Regions from separate parts of the Mus musculus genome. Here region 2 is linked to region 1. Evidence: chromatin contacts called from public Hi-C data. All regions are on one chromosome and are shown on one strand. The core of a region is the stretch at or near the end of the contact, and the rest is flanking DNA. Distances in the headings are between cores, read along the strand shown. Region 1 holds the start of Sel1l3 (sel-1 suppressor of lin-12-like 3 (C. elegans)). Region 2 has its middle 36 kb from the start of Cckar.

Evidence for each region. Hi-C and Micro-C count contacts between places; a contact is called where the count stands out from the background.
Region 2: a contact with region 1 is called in a Hi-C map of Sertoli cells, with 4 times the contacts expected there. The contact joins the enhancer-like site here to the promoter of Sel1l3 in region 1. A contact is called at or near these places in 4 of 39 promoter capture datasets (the 3T3-L1 cell line, embryonic stem cells and stem cell-derived epiblast-like cells), 1 of 484 Hi-C or Micro-C datasets (Sertoli cells) and 2 of 115 datasets of contacts at active chromatin or transcription factors (both in embryonic stem cells).

The regions. Positions count from the first base shown.
Region 1 is chr5:53,212,133-53,214,759 of GRCm38.p6, forward strand. Sel1l3 (sel-1 suppressor of lin-12-like 3 (C. elegans)) reads right to left here and starts at 1,320. Exons shown (of 24, transcript NM_172710.3): 1 at 998-1,320. The coding sequence starts at 1,174.
Region 2 is chr5:53,670,409-53,673,035 of GRCm38.p6, forward strand. No RefSeq gene overlaps it. Among named protein-coding and RNA genes, the nearest start is that of Cckar, 36 kb to the right of the region's middle. Within about 2 kb of position 1,298, at least 28 of the 459 cell types and tissues checked have an H3K27ac peak or open chromatin away from gene starts, as enhancers often do. A contact at or near this core is called in Sertoli cells, embryonic stem cells and stem cell-derived epiblast-like cells, where this site is marked.

The DNA of each region.
Region 1 (2,627 bases), core at 70-2,569:
ATGACATTGCTCGTTTTTTAAGCATTCTGTGAATTTCCTATTACATCAGTTTCATGATTCAGCATTTTCCTTTTCATTTATTTACAGTAATATTCGGCGAGATAACCTAAGCTTTCCGCAGGATCCTGGAACATAAGGTAGGCTGGGCAGCAAGGGTGTAGCCTTCTGTAAATTTACTATTGCTCAGAACTCAGGAACAAATGGGAGAGAGCAAGTCAGCCAAAGAACTGGGAAATAGCTCCTCACCTTACTCTGAGGGTCTCATTTTCTCTGGTATTTAAAATAGGTGACTGCCATCTAGTTTGTAAGTCTAACAGAAGGCAAGAAGTGTGCAAATTGCAAACTGTGCATAAGCCAAACGCAGCTCTGAAACGACAGCGTTCAAGACGCAACTAAAGTCACCACTCTGGCGGTAAGCGTGGTACAAAGAAGTAGATTTCATTCTGGCACCCGCAACTTGGCTGGAGTGACCAAGGAGTTGAGAAAGAGCCTCTGGAAATGCGATGTGCGGTGGCACAGAACCGTCTGGACGGAAAGAACCCGATGCAAACTCAAAGGAGGGTCGGGGTGGGGGGTGGGGGCAGGAAAAAGGAGAAGTTGGGCACACGGAGCAAAGGAGCTTCAAGAAGGTGAATGAAAAGCCTAGGACAGGTGGGGACAGGGCTGGGGAGCCACGATCCAAGGGGCGGGAAGCAAATGCAGGGTAGGGAGGGTCCAACGTCGCTGGGGACAAGAAGGGTACTCTAGGGGAACCTAGCCCTGGTCTCCAGCAAGGCGATGAGGAAGAGGAATGACTCCAGCGAGAGTAGCCCGCAAGTCCGGTCCACGCACCCGGGTACTCATCCCAAGGGCTGGGAGCGCCCGGGACGCAGTGGCAAGGAAAAGAGACAAACTCGCGGCGACGTCCCCACCTCCTGCGGTTGGGGTCCCAGGCCACCCCCACCCCGTCCCCAGGGCCCGCGCAGAAGGAAGGACCCTAATAGGGTCCGGCGCTCACCAGGTAGCAGAGAAAGAGCAATGCGCTGGTAGGGCGGCCGCCGAGGCCCGGGGAGACACCGCGGCTCGGGGGGACCATGGCTGCGGCCGGGGGACCGAAAGCGGGCGGCGGGGGCTGCTGCTGCTGCTGCTGCTGTCGCCGCCGTGGCCACCAAAGCCCCGCGCCGCGCCACTGCATGGCGAGGCCGCCCGGATCCCGGCCGGAACAGGTCACCTGGTGCAGGGACCGGCCCCCGCCCGAGGCGCCACCTTCCCTCCCGCCCCCGGCCGGCGGCCCGCCGCGCGCGGGGCCACCTGCCGCTGCCACCGGACCCGCCGCCGCCACCGCCGCCACCGCCGCTCCCGCCGCCGCCCCCGCAGCCCCAACCGAGCGCCGGCTCCTCCCCGCTCGCAGTCCCGTCCCCTCCCTCCCTCGGCCTCCCTGCCCAGCCCGCCTCCCTGGTCGTTCCCTCCGAACCCACGACGTCCACCCCTCCTGGCCGTAGGCGCCCACACAGGTGGGGACCTCGTGGTCCCGCCCCCCACCCCGGCCGCTGTTCGCCCCCGGGTCCGCGGGGCTCTCGGTCGCCCCCCCCATCCCTTTCTCTTGCTTCCTCCTCCGCCCCTTCCGCGCCCTTGCAGTCCGCGATCCCCCCCCCCCACCCCTTCTACTACCCACTTTCTCCGTTTCCTCCACGTCCTTTCTCCCCAACTCCCTCCCTTCTCCATCTCTCTCTCCCGCATCTCTAGCGGGTGCCCACCCTGCTGCTTGCCTCTCATTCCCACTTCGCGCCCCAGCACTAGACAGTGAGGTTTGTTTGGTGGCTTGGGGGTGGAGGGGTAGTGGTGGCCCGGGCGCCATTCCGGCAGGGCGGGGGCCGAGAGTGCTTTCTTGGAGTTGAGCCACGCAGCCGCTTGGCTTCTAATCCTTAGGGATGGATTTTGACCCCTGCTAACCTCCACCTGTCACCTGCAGGGCTTGGGGCTGCTTTCCTGCTTGCAGGTTTAGAGCCCAGGCTGTGCCCCACCCTGCCGCCTGATTGGCGACTCGTTCTGGATGTTTCCCCAGGGTTTTGTGCGGTGTGGCCGCTGCTGCCTCCGCGCTCTTTGTTTTAATTGTCTGGAGTATTGGCGCCCAGAGCGGGTTTGTATTTGATTTGCATCCCTGAGCTCTGGCTTCCACTTGGACGAGGAGAAAATGAATTAATTAGGCCAGTACAATCGTACCCAAGCCCCAAATGAAAGGAGGTGAGGCCCTTGAAGTGCGCAAACAGCTTTTTTTTTTTTTTGAAAATCAGGACACATCCTAGGTTTTGGGGAGGCAAGGTGAGACTGGATGTTAGTAGACCTGGGTTCTGGAGCCACTGGCAGGTGACATGAGACTCGTGGACAGGGCAAGCAACTCGGGCTTGCCCTGTAGTTCCAGGAAGTGCTTGGCTGTCCTGCTGCTGAGAAGACTGCTTGTGAGCCAAGGGCTGGTGTCCTGAGATAGTTAACCCATGTTGAAAAGTTTGTCCCTTTGGCACTGATGTGGATGTGTGTGGATGGGAACTATTAATAGATTGGAAGCCAAGGAACACAACCCTTTCCCTGAGGAGTTGTCACTACTGTGGTCCAAGTAATGCCAGGCGCGGTGGGGGGTGGGAGGTGGG
Region 2 (2,627 bases), core at 48-2,547, 460 kb after region 1:
TGGGAGGAAGGTCTAGGATTGTGGCCCTGAGTGGTCAGAAACTGAGTGTTTGCTCAGCTCCAGACAGGCCAGTGGGAGGTGTCAGGGAGAAGAGTGGAGCAGTGCCTGGATAAGGGTTGGCTCAGGTACAGCCCTTCATCTAACCTTTGTTGATAGCCTCACTTCTCCGTGCCTCTTTAAACCTTTAGTTTCACAAGTGACTGGGAAAAGTATAGTTTAAATAAGTCAAAGATTTGAGGGTGACAGAAAACTTTGAGTGGACCCAGTCCTGAGGTAAAGAATTTGGCCCTGCATGCATTTCTTCTAGGCTCCGCCCAGCAGTTACCTACCATCAGCCAGGTGTGAGCCTGGCTTGCAAAAGGACTGTTCGCCTTCCCTGTCTTCTCTTTTCTTCTTCCCCCTCCGCCTTCCTCTTCTTCCTCTCCTCTCTCTCCTCTTCCTCCTCCACTCCGTCTCTCTGCCCTCCCTCCATGTTCCTGCCTGGCTCCCACCCACCCTTTCTCTCTCTCTTTCTGTGCTCTGTCCCCTCGCTTTCTCTGCCTCCACTCAATTCTCACCCCCCTTCTCGTGCCCCAAATAAACTTCATTTTATACTAGACCAGGCGTATGGCTGGTACTGGGGGCGGGATCCTCAGCATGCCCCCCCCCCCCCCCCCCGATAAGATGCCACCTCATTACAAAACACCAGAAGGATCGAGAAATGAACAGGTCTCTCTCTCTCTCTCTCTCTCTCTCTCTCTCTCTCTCTCTCTCTCTCTCTTATATTTAAAACCTTACATTCCATTAATTTTTTTCCACCTTAACAAAATAACGAAATCATTTTTTTTTTTCGTTACCCATCCCTCCCCCTCCCCCCGAGTCAGGGTTCTCTGTGTAGCCCTGGCTATCCTGGAACTAACTGTAGAACAGGCTGGCCTCGAACTCAGAAATCTGCCTGCCTCTGCCTCCCAAGTGCTGGGATTAAAGGCGATCGCCACCACTGCCCGTCAAAATCTTTTTCCTCAGTGATCTTGGTTGGGAAGTAAGGTTCCGCGATTGACTGAAGAATGATGCCCCAGTCTTAAATAGTATGTAAATGCAAAGAGTGTTTTTAATCTGCAGAAGTCCAGCATGCTGGGGTCTCCCATTACCAAGATAAAGAGGCATCCTCACCCCCCAAGTGAGCTTGCAGGCCCAGTTTATAGCACATTAGGGGAATTCTGTGGAAGGCAGGCTTTGTCTACTTTATCTCTAGGCATTCCGAAACCATTACCAGGGCGTGGTGACTGCAAGCTGTTTCTGAGGAATCCCGGGGTTGGTGGGCTTTGTCTTACTTCAACTCTAAGGACATTCCATTCCCCTGGTGTGGAGGCTGGAAACTGCTGGCCCTTTGTCCTTGCTGAAGGTCAGGTGATGGGGCAGTTTCTGATTAGCAGTCTGGAGCCAGGGTTTTTAGGGCTGGAATCAGCCTAGCTTTCTCAGAGGTTTGATCGACAAGAAACAGGGCTCACCTGGAGCAGCAGAGCACTGTCCCGAGGATTAGGCTTGCTGGGGGCTCCAGATGCTGTCCCCCTCAAGCCCCTGAGCAGCACCTGGAACCAGGAGCATGTCCTTCTAATTTGAATAAGGGAAAGAGATGTCTTAGTACCTTCTGGCTGGCCAGCTAGTCCCAGGAAGCCCTCTTGTCTCTGCCTCCCCAGTACTAAGATTGTAGCCATGTGCCCAAGACTACATATTTGCTTGTTCATTCATTCATGTATTCATTTATTCATTTTTCTTTTTGTGTGAGTGGTGGGATTGAGTCAGGTCCTCGTGGTTGTGTGGTTAACACTTTATTAGCTAATCCACCTCCCCCAACCCTAGCGTCTTTTCATCCTATCATCGGAGAGAACCACTGCCTCATGAGGCTGGAGGCTCCCCAAGACCTCTGACAATTCCTAATTTCTGCTTGCAACCCAACCTCACCTTGCCAGGGCAAGTTGCCCTCTAGGTTTACGCTCATTCCAAAGTTCTGCTGTGTTGGGATGGAAACCTGGATCCCAAGGAGAGTCATCAAATCCCCGTACAGGGCTGGACTCGAGCACAGCTTCTGAAGTGACACCAGTTTACAGGGTGATGGAGTCCAGGCGGGGTCTTCTTGCTCTGTGTGGACTCTCATGTGACTCTCTGCTGCCTCCCTGTGGTCAGTAGTGGGGAAGGTCGTCCATGTGCTGTGCTAACCCAGTTTCAGAACTGGAGTGTCACAAACCATCACAGATCCTACTTTTGAGTGTGAAATGGACAGGTTAGGCACAGAGAACAGATGTTTGGACCCACCTGCCTTATAATGATAGTTATACTGGATATATATCTATATATCAATATCTATATGCATATATATATGTATGTATATATATATATATATATATATATATATATGTATATATATATATATGTATATGTCTTACCTGAAGACTCACCTGAGGGTTTCTGGGCTTCACTCCCACAGTATCTGAATCAGGAAGGCTGTGTTGGGCTTAAGAAGTGACATTTTATAGACGTTCCAGGTGGTGGTGATGCTGACCCAAGATCCCCCCCCCCCCCCACACACACACACCTCCACCCTTGTCTTGTGTCTCAGGGGACTGGCCCGTGTCACCATCTCTAAA